Regions from separate parts of the Sus scrofa genome. Here all the other regions are linked to region 1. A link is a contact called in public Hi-C and HiChIP or PLAC-seq data. All regions are on one chromosome and are shown on one strand. Each heading gives the region's core, a stretch centred on a gene start, on an enhancer-like site or on the middle of the called end of the contact. The rest is flanking DNA. Distances are from core to core; before and after follow the strand shown.

Evidence for each region. A called contact is a pair of places that touch in the nucleus more often than the background predicts. HiChIP or PLAC-seq counts read pairs in DNA pulled down with a chosen protein or histone mark.
Region 2: an H3K27ac HiChIP or PLAC-seq map of skeletal muscle shows a contact between it and region 1. The contact joins two enhancer-like sites. A contact is called at or near these places in 2 of 47 Hi-C or Micro-C datasets (embryonic fibroblasts and heart right ventricle) and 2 of 2 datasets of contacts at active chromatin or transcription factors (alveolar macrophages and skeletal muscle).
Region 3: a contact with region 1 is called in a Hi-C map of skeletal muscle, with 8 times the contacts expected there. The contact joins two enhancer-like sites. A contact is called at or near these places in 3 of 5 promoter capture datasets (fetal liver, fetal skeletal muscle and liver), 20 of 47 Hi-C or Micro-C datasets (alveolar macrophages, embryonic fibroblasts, epiblast stem cells and 9 more) and 1 of 2 datasets of contacts at active chromatin or transcription factors (skeletal muscle).
Region 4: a Hi-C map of liver shows a contact between it and region 1, with 12 times the contacts expected there. The contact joins two enhancer-like sites. A contact is called at or near these places in 1 of 5 promoter capture datasets (liver) and 3 of 47 Hi-C or Micro-C datasets (all in liver).
Region 5: a Hi-C map of skeletal muscle shows a contact between it and region 1, with 8 times the contacts expected there. The contact joins two enhancer-like sites. A contact is called at or near these places in 1 of 5 promoter capture datasets (liver), 10 of 47 Hi-C or Micro-C datasets (alveolar macrophages, embryonic fibroblasts, liver and 1 more) and 1 of 2 datasets of contacts at active chromatin or transcription factors (skeletal muscle).

The regions. Positions count from the first base shown.
Region 1 is chr1:57,910,738-57,913,425 of Sscrofa11.1, reverse strand. All of the region lies in intron 4 of BACH2 (transcription regulator protein BACH2), which reads left to right. Among named protein-coding and RNA genes, the nearest start is that of GJA10, 32 kb to the right of the region's middle. Within about 2 kb of position 1,390, at least 18 of the 83 cell types and tissues checked have an H3K27ac peak or open chromatin away from gene starts, as enhancers often do. A contact at or near this core is called in embryonic fibroblasts, fetal liver, liver and 1 more, where this site is marked.
Region 2 is chr1:58,342,877-58,345,564 of Sscrofa11.1, reverse strand. All of the region lies in intron 2 of LOC110260365 (a long non-coding RNA gene), which reads right to left. Among named protein-coding and RNA genes, the nearest start is that of BACH2, 63 kb to the right of the region's middle. Within about 2 kb of position 1,319, at least 48 of the 83 cell types and tissues checked have an H3K27ac peak or open chromatin away from gene starts, as enhancers often do. A contact at or near this core is called in embryonic fibroblasts and skeletal muscle, where this site is marked.
Region 3 is chr1:58,269,418-58,272,105 of Sscrofa11.1, reverse strand. All of the region lies in intron 1 of BACH2 (transcription regulator protein BACH2), which reads left to right. Among named protein-coding and RNA genes, the nearest start is that of BACH2, 11 kb to the left of the region's middle. Within about 2 kb of position 1,300, at least 17 of the 83 cell types and tissues checked have an H3K27ac peak or open chromatin away from gene starts, as enhancers often do. A contact at or near this core is called in embryonic fibroblasts, fetal liver, liver and 1 more, where this site is marked.
Region 4 is chr1:58,225,433-58,228,120 of Sscrofa11.1, reverse strand. All of the region lies in intron 1 of BACH2 (transcription regulator protein BACH2), which reads left to right. Among named protein-coding and RNA genes, the nearest start is that of BACH2, 55 kb to the left of the region's middle. Within about 2 kb of position 1,345, at least 1 of the 83 cell types and tissues checked has an H3K27ac peak or open chromatin away from gene starts, as enhancers often do. A contact at or near this core is called in liver, where this site is marked.
Region 5 is chr1:58,199,913-58,202,600 of Sscrofa11.1, reverse strand. All of the region lies in intron 1 of BACH2 (transcription regulator protein BACH2), which reads left to right. Among named protein-coding and RNA genes, the nearest start is that of BACH2, 80 kb to the left of the region's middle. Within about 2 kb of position 1,305, at least 39 of the 83 cell types and tissues checked have an H3K27ac peak or open chromatin away from gene starts, as enhancers often do. A contact at or near this core is called in skeletal muscle, where this site is marked.

The sequences.
Region 1 (2,688 bases), core at 141-2,640:
GCTGTGGCACCACCAGATCCTTTAACCCACTGTACCAGGCTCGAGATTGAACCCACGCCTCCCCAGCAACCCGAACCGCTGCAGTCAGATCCTTAACCCACAGCACCATGGCAGGAATTCCAGCAGTAACAGGTTAAACTAGCGATGGCTGCCCCTGACCCTTGGTGAGTCTCCATAGTGAACCCAAGTGAGACGGCACCTGTGTGGCTGCCCCAGGTCTAAAGACGTTGGTGCCCCTGCTGTTCAGAGCTGGTGGTGGTGGTCAGCAGGGCTCTCCATCTTGCCACCTCACTGTTTATGAGGGTCCGGGTAAGGAAAACCAAACCACTGCTGAGACGTAAAACCCTGAGTTGGTGGGACAGTAAATAGGAGGTGAAGCCCTACTGGGCCTAGCTGGGGTGTAAGAATTTGCCAGAAGAAAGGCAAGGAGGCCTCAGCCTTCTCAATGTCCAAGGCCAAGTCCCATTAGCTGACTTGTAAACCCCTTTGGGGAATGTGGGGGTGCCTGCCAACCAGGGAAAGCAAAGTTGTCCCAGCTCCATAGAGGGCCTGTGGCTCTTGTTTATTCCAGGGGCAAACGCCCATCCACTTGGAACCTGCTACCCTGAAATCAGCACATAGCTGTGGTGAAGTTACCACTGCCTTTCCAAGAACATGTCAGGGGCTTCCCTTTGGTACGTGGGGTAAGTCCTCCCTTGCTAGAGGGGTAGAAGCACCTTCTAGAAAGAAACAAGGGTCCTTGGGCTTTGGGGTTTTTTTTCACAGGGAAAAATGTCTATAGCTAACAAGTTTCCTTTGACCTCTTTGCAAAGCAGCTTGAGTTGCAACAGCTCTGCTGACATGTTATATGGCCTTTTGCTTCAAGGACTTTGAAACCAGCATTGTTGATTTTTCCTCTTTCCTGTCAGCCTCTGTCCTGTTTCCGTCGTGTATTAGATTTGCTGTCTGGAGGATTTTAAATACAGTAGCTCCTGGTATGGAAGGCTTTTGGACTTTGCCCATGGCCTGAACTATGGGTATATATTCTTGCTGAACATAAGTAAATACAATTTAGAGCAGAAGCAGAATTGCTTTGTTGTCAGCTGTGGGGAAGATGCCACGAGGCCCAAAATGCCGTAACCCCTGCTGTGCAAACAAGGCTTCTGCCTGGTGTGGAAACATCCGTGTCCCCAACAGCAGACCTCTGTGCTGTTTAGGCACCATCCAGGATCTGAGTGTCTGTTTGTTATCCAAAGGGTATACAAGGGAAATCAAACATTCTTTCATATCATTATAAGCCCTGTGCAAACACAGCCCCTGGACAAAGCCCTTTCCCGGGCCTGTAACAAGGAACTGTTTGTCCTGACTGCCTGTCTTTAGCGGTCGGAGCAGGGCTGAGCCGAGTGTGGTGTCATGTGCACCATTGCGATCTTGCTCTCCTGGGCCAGGCAGGATTTGACAGGTGTCAAGGGACGGAGTTTACCCTATGGAATTCAATCAGAGCACCCACTGGGAGCCTTCAGCAAATGCCACGTCTAGCAGGCTCAGAGCTATGGAGTAACCTGACTAAGCCATTGCAGCAGCGGAAAGACAAAAGATCGGGTTCCTAGGATTGCCTTTGTGTATGGGGATTAACTAGCCACAAATGCCGGGATCCAGACTCACGTCTGCCTATGTCTGATGCAACCGAAGGAAAAGCCTGAGCTCAGAATAAAATATCTTCCTCTCACTCCCCTGAACAATCCAGACATAACACTGCAGCTCCTGAATATTAATGAGGGCCTGATTTCTTCACCCAAAACTATTCTGATCAGTTAAATCCAGATCTGCCTCTGTTTTTCTGGTTACTTAAATTCACTCAAGTCCACTTGTTCCACCTTCTAAAGCTGTAGTGTCCAGTACACGTGGCTGCTGAGCCCTAGAAATGAGGCTGGTCTGAATCGTGATGCACCCCCATGGGTAAAACACCCCTTGGAATTTGAAATTTTGGGATCCCTCACAAGGTGAACTCTTGCAATCATTTCTGTGTTAATTATATGTTGAAAATAGTTTGGTTCCGTTGGAGTCAATTGAATATGTTATTAAAATTCATTTCACCTGCTTCTTTTCACTTCTTTTGACGGTGCTACTAGAAGATGTAAAATCACACGCTCAGCTCACGTTGTTTGCATTGGACAGCGCTGGGCTGGCGCCTGAAGGAAGCTTGGGTTAATAGTGCCATCTGCTGGTCCATCTAAAGCAGACGCTAGTGTGACGAGTTCAGCCGGCTGAGTTGGGAAATACTGTTAAGAAACATGCAACCTTCCTCTTCCAGAAGCTTCTGAGCAGGATCAGAGCTGACGCCTGAAATCTCTGCCTCATCAGCAGGGGTCTTGGAGAGGGCAGTGGCAGAATGCTGGAAAGTGCTGGCCTGCGTTCTCTACCTCATGGGTGCCGAGGAGGCCCAAGAGAACAGCGGCTCTTTACCTAAGAAATATTTCAAACCACCACAGGGTTGTAAACAAACATTTAAAGGAATACAAGGAGGACACAGAACTGTCCATGAAGAGACTAGTGTCCACTCTCTGGATGATGCTGACCTACTTGTCAAGAGTTTGAAAGTAGGACTCTGACGGCAGTAGTGTCTGCATCAGTTACCCGTTGCTATATAACAGTTCAACCTCAAAACATTGTGGCTTCAGGGAGTTCCTGTCATGGTGCAGCAGAAAC
Region 2 (2,688 bases), core at 70-2,569, 430 kb before region 1:
TCATGTTCCTCATGTTCCCGCAACCCCATGAATCCTCATGTCGGATTCGTTTCCACTGTGCCACGACAGGAACTCCATAATTACTCCTCATACATGTGAAATATATTTAGACTTTTTTAGAATTCTGACCTTTGCTTCTGGACTTAATAAAGAGACTAACACTGACTACCATGGAATTTTAAATTAGTCTATTACTTTTGTAATGAATTATCTCTAGCTGATAAATAAGCAACTGCTATGGGCTGAATTTTGTTGTCCTCCCCCAAAATTCACCTGTTGAAGCACTAACCCCCAGGATCTCAAAATGTGATCTTGTTTGGAGATGGAGTCACCAAAGATGTAATTAGTTGAGATGAGGTCATACTGGAGCAGGGTGGGCCTCTAAGCCAATATGACTGGTGTCCTTATAAAAAGAGGAAATTTGAAGACAGATACACACAAAGAGACGCAATGTGAAGTTGAAGGCAGTGGTCAGGGTGATGCTTCCTCAAATCGAGAAACACCCCAGTCTGCCTGCAAATCCCCAGAAGCTAGGAGAGAGGCATGGAAAAGATCCTCCTTTCCAGCCCTAGAAAGGAACTCACCCTGGAGTTCCCATTGTGGCACAGCAGAAATGAATCCGACTAGTAACCATGAGGTTGTGGGTATGATCCCTGGCCTCCCTCAGTAGGTTAAGGATTTGGCGTTGTCATGAGCTGTGGTGTGGGTCGCAGACAGGGCTCAGATCCCATGTTGCTGTGGCCATGGGATAGGCCAGTACCTGTAGCTCCGATTGGACCCCTAGCCTGGGAACCTCCATATGCCAGGGGTGCAGCCCTAAAAAAAGGAACCCAGCCTGCTGACACCTTGATCTTGGACTTCTAGCCTCTAGAACTGAGCCAATAAATGGTTGTGTAAGCCACTCCGTTTGTAGCACTTTGTTATGTCATCCACAGAAAACTGAAACAATAACCAAATTTGGGGATTTTCTCCTCTAGGCTTATCTTTAAATTATCAAAACCAAATGCCTCTAACAATCTGTAAAAGTCAGCTTTCTTCATTCTGCTAACCACACACACACGTACATGACCACGGCCAAACAGGGAGCTGTGTGTCTGGCCGCGGCCCTGTGAGAACAGTTGCTGGGAATGCCCCGGAGACCGTGCCGTAACAGCAGACGTCAACAGGGATGGTATTTTCTTACTCTCAGTCCTGAATCAGTAAAAGACGAAGACAAAAAAAAGCACACTTGCGTATTCACTGGTTTAGGCCCAGTCATGATTCCTTTAAAGACGCTGCCAATAGATTTTAGTCATTCTCTGGCAAAGGTTTCTCTTCAACCGCAAACACTACATAGTTGCGGAATGAGTCACCACCTTGAGTAATCTAATTCCTTGACCAGTACATGCCTGCTGCTTACTTACAGCACACAGTGTCTTTCGTTGTGTGTTTTGTTTTGCTCCGTTCTCCCGAGCTTCTTTAATACTTTCTTAAGGGGACAGTCAAGGATTCTTTCTGAATCCCCAAAGAGGATGCATCTTGCTTACTCAGCAGCGTGTGAGCTGGCTAGTCATCAGGAGCCCAAATGTTAAGTTTTATTAAGCTTTCTCAACCTTGAGCTAGCTAGCATGATTACTGCAAAAAAGGCAGTAAGGTGGCATGATTACTGCAAAAAAAAAAAAAAAAAAAAAAAAAAAAAAGCAGCACGTGTGGGCTAAGAAAACTCTCTCCCCAAACCGGAAGACTTCTGCTAAAGAATCCAGGGAAAACAAGAGGGAAGGAGCTGAATGATGTTCCAGAAAGGAGGACACTGGAGCAGAGCCCACCCCCTGTGACCAGCCAGGCTCCCACAGGGACTCAATTTGCATGACCAAATAGCACCCAAGACTTATTTCTATCAATAAAGGGTAAAGCAAATAAACCTCTAAGCTTATTCTTACATGATTTTTTAAAAAGTGTGCTTAAAGATATTTTCTCTACCAACATATCATAACCACAAGATGTTTAGTTCTTTAATGGGGAAATATTTTTTTTCTCCAAGGCTGATAGATTGAAACATTTTGAATATTTGTAATATTTTTAAGAAGAATTTTTTATGAGTATCTGGCCAGCACTTTTTGAGATTTTTTCTCTTTCTTCTTCCATGAGTGGGTACCAATATTATGGAAATAGAAATTGGAGAAGTGAAACTATCAACAAAATGAAAAGGCAACCTACTGAATGGGAGAAAATATTTGCAAATCACATTACCTGATAAGGGATTAATATTCAAAATACATAAAGAACTCATACAGCTCAATAGCAAAAAAACAAATAACCCAATTTTAAAAAAGGGACAGAGGATATGAATAAACATTTTCCCAAAGAAGACATACAGATGGCCAACAGGTACATGAAAAGATGCCCAATATCACTAATCATCAGGGAAATGCAAATCAAAACCACAATGAGATGCCACTTTCACACCTGTCAGTAAAATTATTATCAAAAGGACAACAAAAAACGTGTTTGTGAGAATGTGGAAAAGAGAGAAAGCTCATGCACTGTTGGTGGGAATGTAAACTGGTACAGCCACTACAGAGAACACTACGGTGGTGACTCCCCCAAAAAATTAAAGATTAAACTACCATACAACCCAGCCATTCCACTCCTGGGTATTCATCTGAAGAAAATGAAAACATTAACTCAAAAAGGTACATGCACCCCCAT
Region 3 (2,688 bases), core at 51-2,550, 360 kb before region 1:
TGCCAGTCTGTAGAACTGTCGTGCCGGCCTCTCAACCTTCTTTTGCTGTAGGTCAGATCACTGAGCAGCGGGGTGAGGAGGATCCCCCCTCACTGGGAGTGCACTTAGTGGGGGAACCTCTCCCTAATTCCTACTTTTCCTCTGTGCTCTGTTATGCCTTTGAGCCTTCCTCTCTCTCTGACTCCCTTTCTTTCTGTTCCCCTCTCTCTGGTACCCCTGTCTTTGTAGCCCTTCTTCTTTTCTTTTTTCTCTTCTAACCCTGGATCAGTTTTTTCGGGGCAAAAAAATAAAAAATTTTTAGAACTTTAAAATAAAAATGAAAAATCAGTTCTCACTACTGACGAAGGTTTTCCTAGTGATGTTATGCCAAAGAGAACATCATGCATTTTAAAGTGAAATTAGCCGTTTAAGTCATATTAGAGAACCAGAGTGAAACTAGACGGTCCCAAAGTCTCATTTAGAAAGCTGTCCCCTCACCTTCCTCTAATTAGATGTTTCCTCACACGCAGTCAATCGAGAGTGTTTTCTTTAGCTTTTAATTGGCTTTGGAACTATTACAGTGTTACTTTCTCTTTTTAAACTGCACATTTAACCTCTCGCTCCTATTTTAACTTCGAGGCAGCTTTCATGGAGTACCCTGAACATGGTGTTCTTTCTGTGGGAAAATGTGTTCTGGGTTCCAGATAACCCATTTTCCTGTAGATTTTTGAATCTGGTGTTAAATGAGAGAAGAGAGATGAAAGACATATAGGACCCGGCCTGAGATGTGATTCCTCCAGAACATTTGTGGGATCTGAATTCATGTACAGGCTGCAGCTCCCACATCAAACAATACATTTAAAATTTCCACTGATGTTAAGCATCTCGATATTGTGGGTTTGAAAGTAAGTACCCTCTGAAAAACAGGAACTGTGCTTGTCTGTTACCAGTTTTTGTGGTCGATAGGGCAACTATTTTGATTTTTTTCAGAAGGGAGGAAAAGCAGTTAAATCCTGTTAAAATGAAAACCGGTTAAAATTAACTGGCTCGTGAGATTTGAATGCAGCTGTTGCACACATCACAACACCGAGAGCGAGTTGTTTATTACCACTATTTATTATTGTTGGTTGTGACTACTATTAATAACCGTAGATTATGTCTATTGGGGGTTTAACCTTGGAAAATAGGAACTGCAAGGGGAGAGAGGTTCCTGTTTGCCAATTTGCATGTACCTTGTTTTTATTTCTGCCGGGTAGGTGTGTGCACCTTCTGTCTGCGCAAGTGACTCAGCTTGTCAGCAGTTTCCTACCAGAAGTGAGTGCTGACTCATGCAGCTGTTACAGCCCTCAGCTGGCCCCACTGTATCTGCCCACAGCACCAGCGCCACCTTGGAGGGTACCTCGGCCAGTTAGCCGCCCGGGAGGCTATTTTCAGATCTGGGATCACCACCGGGCTGGGTTCCCTTCTCCCCCCAGCAGCCAAACACCACCTTTGGTTGCAGGGTAGAAAATTGGGCATATTTCTGCCTTTGCAGAGACGGCTTAAGAATCACAGTATTTCTGGGAAGCCCTCAAGAAAACCCATTTTTCCTTCCTTTTAAAAATTTTCTGGGACTCTTCCTGGGGAGAAGGGAATGGGGATGAGAATAAGGGAAAGGAGCTCTGCTGTTATTTCCTCCTCAGCACCAGAGGGAACTTTCCCGAACATTTAACTTAGGCTTTCCTGATGTGACCTGGACCTGACCTACTTCTCCTTGCATGAGTGGGGCGCGTGTGCCCGGAGCAGGGCAGTGGGCACAGGGTGCTCAGCGGCCAGCCCCACATTGTTGTGTGAGGTTCAGGTCCTTAAATGATGACACTTTTTGTTTCTATCCGTTGCATGTTATTAAGGTGAAAAAACAAAACGGAACAAAACCCAAACCTGACCTCAGGTACTTTTCAAGCTGGCATGTGTTTTCAGAAATGGTTTCGCTGTTTGTTTTTGGAGCTCAGTGTTGCTTATGTTCCTCAGAAAGTGAAAATGTTACTTTTTTGAGGTTTACAAATAAACTTCCTCTTGTAGATACATGTTGATCAGATCATCCTAAACTCTCTGGAGAAGGATGATTAGAGTGAGATCGGCTGGGGAAAAGGACGCTTTGCACAGCCCTGAGGAGGTTGCCTCCTTTTTCTTCTTTTTCTTTTTCTTTCTTTCTTCTTCTTCTTCTTTTTTTTTTTTTTTTTTTTAGCTTCAATAAGCATTCTGAAGCAGCTTTGACCAGTAATAAAGAAAGAGCCAAGCCACAGTGACTGTGTGTAACATGATGTTGATGGAAGTTCTTGGTTTCCGCCGATACAAATGACTCATCAGTATCAATAGAATTGTGACTTCTAATAATAACACAGTGCAAGACCTTCAAAACATGTGGTTTTTTAGCCCTAGCTGTTAGTGAAAGGTTGGAAAATATTAGTTTGAGCTTTTTTTTTTCTGATCTCTTGATTTCACCCAAGTATAAAGTTGTTTTTTGTAGGTGTGATGATCACACTCTTGTTTTCTCATCTTACTGTTTTTAGTTTCGTTATGACCAAATCACCAAACTCAGATCATTTCATGCTTTAGAAATCTGTGCGCTAAGCATCTCCTGTCGGGGCTGTGTTTTGAGGGAAATGTGGCTGAAAAGCAAATCCTCCTTGAACAGAGAAAGGGAAAAATTGGGCTAGACTCTGGTCG
Region 4 (2,688 bases), core at 96-2,595, 310 kb before region 1:
TACCATTTAAAGTAAAATCTTTGAATAACTTGGTTTACCTCCTTGAAGCCTAAAACATCCCTCATTAATCTGAGAATTAACTTTATAACCTACTTCACATTTTTATGAAGCAAAATAACCTTTCAAAAGGATTAGCCTGTGGAGTTCCTGTCATGGTGCAGTGGAAACAAATCCAACTAGGAACCCGGAGGTTGTGGGTTCAATCCCTGGCCTTGCTCAGTGGGTTGAGGATTTGGTGTTGCCATGAGCTGTGGTGTAGGTTGCAGACGAGGCTCTGATCTGGTGTTGCTGTAGCCATGGCATAGGCCGGCAGTTGTAGCTCCAATTAGACCCCTAGCCTGGGAACCTCCATATGCCACGGGTATAGCCCTAAATAGGCAAAAGACCAAAAAAAAAACAAAAAAACAAAAAACACAAAAAAAAAGGATTAGCCTGTGCTGAACTTTTTAATATTTAATACAAATTATATACTAAAGACAATATTTTGTATTTACTCCAAAATGTTTTGAATGAAACATCTTTTGACCTAGGATGTAACTAGTGCAAATAGAACTTTTTAAGGTTATGACATACCTGTGACTTATAAAATTAATTTTTTGATCTTTATTTTATTCAGCAAATCTGCAGTTGTAGTAGAATTTTGTTCTGGGATCGATTCATGTATTTGTTTTTCTTGCCATCCTATTATTTGACTAATCTTTATACAGTTTTCTTTTTAGAAAAAGTATATGTATCTGCTTATATACTTATGGTGGAAAAACAAACATGATCTTCAATCCCACCAAAGATAAGCATCATCCCTCAGTCATATAGAAGATAAGGCCATCTCTTAGCCATATAGGGAAGATTTGCATCTTAGTCATATGTAGTTATAAGAAAGTGCTTATTGCCACAGATTATTGACATGTGAACATCCATACATACACAGTTCCAGAAGCAGAGCATCCTAATGTTTCATAGAGGGGCCATATCCCTTTACTGCCTTGCCAGGACCTTGCTGTAATCCTAGAGCTGGCACCTGGTTCAGGTTCACCCGTGACATTTTCAGTTGATCTTTCTCTTGTTTTCTTTTCTCGTTGACCTTCAAACTGAAAGTTCATAACCTCTTCTCAGCTGTTAATATGATTTACTTCTTCTGTCTGGAAGTCAAGATTGTGGCTGAATTCATTGTTTGAAGGGGATTGAGGTTCTTGGTTTCCTGCCAGAATGTTCCCTGCTAACAGAAAACGAAATCTGCCAACCCTAATTTCAAAGATTCCTGGGTTGGTGGCTCAAGGACCTCTCAGATCCAGGGTTGAGCGGTTGCAAGGCTGTTCTTGGCACATCCCATACACACTGAGTTGTCTATTGACTGGAATCCAGGTATCATTGTCGCATTGATCAGCAAATGTCCCAGTGGCTTTCAGTGAGAAAAATTTAGAGCAACAACTAACCTACTGTTTCTTATGCTTTAAAGATGGCGTTTGAGTTAGTGGTTGTTTAACTTTGCAATTCTTTTTTTTTTTTTTTTCAGGGCCGCACCCGTGGCATATGGAAGTTCCCAGGCTAGGGGGTCAAATCGAAGCTACAGCCGCCAGCCTATGCCACAGCTCACAGCAACGCCAGACCTCAGTCCCCTGATAGAGGCCAGGGATCGAACCTGAAACCTCATTTACTAGTTGGATTTATTTCCACTGCTCCTAACTTTGCAATTCTGATTTTGTATTAAAAAGTATATTTTTTCTTAATTTTCAAAATAAAGAGTGTCAGTGTGTGCTTTTTAGGGTTCTCAGACTCACGAGAAGTACATTCTTTTTTTTTTCTTTTTGTGGCCACTTCTGTGGCATATGGAGGTTCCCAGGCTAGGGGTCTAATCTGAGCGTAGCCACCGGCCTACAGCAACTCGGGATCCGAGCCGCGTCTGCGACCTACACCACAGCTCACGGCAATACCAGGTCCTTAACCCACTGAGCAAGGCCAGGGATTGAACCCAAAACTTCATGGTTCCTAGTCGGGTTCGTTAACCACTGCACCATGATGGGAACTCCAGTACATTCTTAAATATAAATGAATAGGAGATGAGCCCCATCTATGGCAATATTACACCTCCTAGTCCACCAGCGAGGAAACAGGTCATTGCTTCTCACATTCTGAGAAAGCTCCAGCTCGTCATGGGAAAAGATGTAAGTATTAGTTTAATTAAAAGCAATTTATCAGACTTGCAGATGTAGAGAACAAACTAGTGATTCCCAGCAGGGAGAGGACGGGGGAGGGAATTAAGAGGTGCAAACACCATGTCTAAAATAAATAAGCTACAAGAATATTTTTTTTAAATGAGGCAACTGGAGTTCCCTTCATGGCTCAGCGGTTAATGAACCCTACTAGGATCCACGAGGATGTGGGTTCGAACCCTGGCCTCACTTAGTGGGTTAAGGATTCAGTGTTGCCACGAGCTGTGGTGTAGGTCACAGATAAGGTTCAGATCCTGTGTTGCTGTGGCTGTGGTGGAGGCCGGCAGCTGTAGCTCCGATTCAACCCTTAGCCTGGGAACTTCATTTGTGTCGGGTTCAGCCCCCCAAAAAAAGGCAATTTACAAGAGTTGTCAAGTTACTTCGCCTGGAGAACATTCGCACCAGTGGTTTGAAAGCCATCAAGAGCCCCTCTCAAGCAAGACCGTGCTGGTTTCCTTAGATCCCTGTCTTTGTGCTT
Region 5 (2,688 bases), core at 56-2,555, 290 kb before region 1:
TCTGCGTTTTAGGCCCTCGCATGCAGCTGTTTTTTAAACTTCCCCAGAATGTAGGTCAACATCACCACGGTTCCTCATATTTTGTTGGTATTTTGAAAGTTGAAACATTCTGCCATTTTTTTTCCCAGACCGAGATCTGCTCAGGTTACATGTGTGGTTATGGTGATCATGCAAGTGAGCTCATGAATTCCTTCCGTCAGTAGTCACCTCTGAATTATGACAGTAAGCACGCAGATCACACCTTAACCTGGAGTGAACACAGCACTCACGACGGTGCTGACGAACCGTCTAAAATTGAAACTGCTCCACTGTTTTCTAGGCAGCTTCAGTGATCCGACTGCAAGGTTACAACACAGTTTTCATTTATTTCGCTTCAAAAGAGAACTGATACATTTTTGTGGTGGTGATTTGTGCACATTTGGACAGCGTGATATCAACACTATTGTCATATGATGAAGAATGGTCATTATTTTAAATCTACCATCGTCCTCCAGTGTCCCCTCTCCATCGGGATTTCTCAGCTTCAGCACTGTTGACATTTTAGAGCAGACAGTTCTTATTGTGGAAGCTGTTTTGTGCCTGGTAGGATGTTTAGCAAGATCCTATCCCCTACCTGCTAGATGCTATTCTCCCCCAGTTGTAACAATCAAGAATGTCTACATTCATGGCAGGTGTCTCCTGGTGGGGGGCAGCGAGCAGAGGTGAGATCACCCCCCACTCTGTTCTTATTTTGGTTTGGAAGTTCACCCTCTACGTCCTGAACACTTTCCCTCCTGCCATTTATTCTAAAAATGGAAACCCCGAGTTAGATCAAGTTTTCCAAGGCTCAAGCAAGGCTACTTTCGGAGAAAAAAAAAAAAAGTTCCCACCAGATGACCTGGAGTTGGGTTACACAGGACAGCCTCTCTCTTGGGCTTCCGGCCTTAGCAGGTGGAACTCTTCAAGGCTGCGCTTTCCCAGGGCTGTTCCAGAAGAAATGGCCCCCACTGACTGCGTCTGGGGGTGCTGACATAAGAAGAAAGGGAACTTGTCTTTAGAGACCTGAGCAGAGTCCTGGGCCCCCAGTTCAGTGGCTCCCTCCAGGCTCACCGCCTTCCTCTGCAGCCCCAGAAAGAGGGTAAGAGGCACGACCACAGTTCTTTCTTTGGATCGAAGCAGACATCCTCCCATCCCAGTGGCTGTGGTCTCCGAAGCTGGAACTCTCGTTAAGCCAGGAATGTGGAGCTCTCCACAGGCTAAGGCAGGCATAAATTTCCTCTGTTTGTTTTGTGAGGACTAGTGTCGACTGCTGTAATGAGATCAGAGGATCCCCTGGGACGAGGCCTCCAGGTCAGCGGCTGGAAGGGTTTTCTGGGGCTGTTCTCTTGGCTGCTGTTGGAGAGGGCGGCCCCTCTCCACACCACAGTTGTCGTGTGGGGAGGTGGCTGTGTTCTGGTTTCATGCCTTGTCTCTCTGCCTCTCCCTTGCTACCAAAACGTCATCGGGAGGTCGTCCAGTTCCAAATCACTGCCAGGGTAACATAAGGCACCTTCCTGAACCCGGGATAGACTTAGCTAGAAAGGGCAGGCAGGTGACTCCTTCCTTGGGGTAAGTGTCTGCACTGCCCGTGCTGGCTGGGGATGCTTTCTTAATGCCTGGCCTGACCCTTCAGTGCACCCTCACCCAGCATCACTCCACTACGAGGAAGAGTTGAGGCATGAGTCACAATAAGACAGCCTGTGCTACAAAGAACATGTTTCTGGCTCCAGCCTGAGTTACAGCCAAATGGCCATAGAGGGGACCACTGAATATGGCAGAATTGAGTTTAGCACACCTCAAACTGGAACTTCTGGCAGAATGGTATACTGAGCTGGTGCCACCTGGGCCCTTGGTAACCCCCAGCCCCACTCCACCCCCCTCCAACCCCCCTCCCCAAATTCTTAGGTGTGTTGGCCAGAATAGCAAATCATAAGTGCATTGTGAGCTCAGAGGCAGGAAAGAAAAATTCCCAGGTGCCAGAAAACTTTGATGCCACAAACTCAGCCGTGGGCTTTGGGGGCTGTGGTGTTTATGCTCTCACAGGAACTGTAGGCCAAACACAGCAAGGTGAATCCCCAGGGTCTGTGTGCAGCTGTGAGTGTGAGTGTTTGGGGCACAGGGCCGGGTGTTCTGTTGTTTGAATAGCTGTGGGGTCCCTAGTTACACTACCTGTGAGATGTGGAAACTTCAGTTATTTTGACGTAGATGCTAAACTGATGCAAGAGCGTGGAAAGCCCCCAGGCCCTAGTAGAAGCAAACATTAGGGCACAGGGCCCCCTCATAAAGAGCAAGCCACACGGTGGAGAAGCTAGTGTTGGAAAACGCAGAATTCAAGCCTCAGGAAAACAGAGGTCAACATGAATCCCAGAGATTGCTTTTGGCAGGGGCCCATCATGCCAAATGAAAGCTGTCTTCTGAGGCCTTTTTTTTTTTTTTTTTTTTTTTTTTGCTTTTCAAGGCCACGCCTGCAGCATATGGAGGTTCCTGGGCTAGGGGTTGAATAGGAGTTGTAGCTACTGGCCTGCACCACAGCCACAGCAACACAGGTTCCGAGCCACATCGGTAGCCTACGCTGCAACTTGTGGCAATGCTGGATTCTTGACCTACTGATCAAACCTGCATCCTTATGGATACTAATTGGATTCCTTACCACCGAGCCACAGCAGGAAC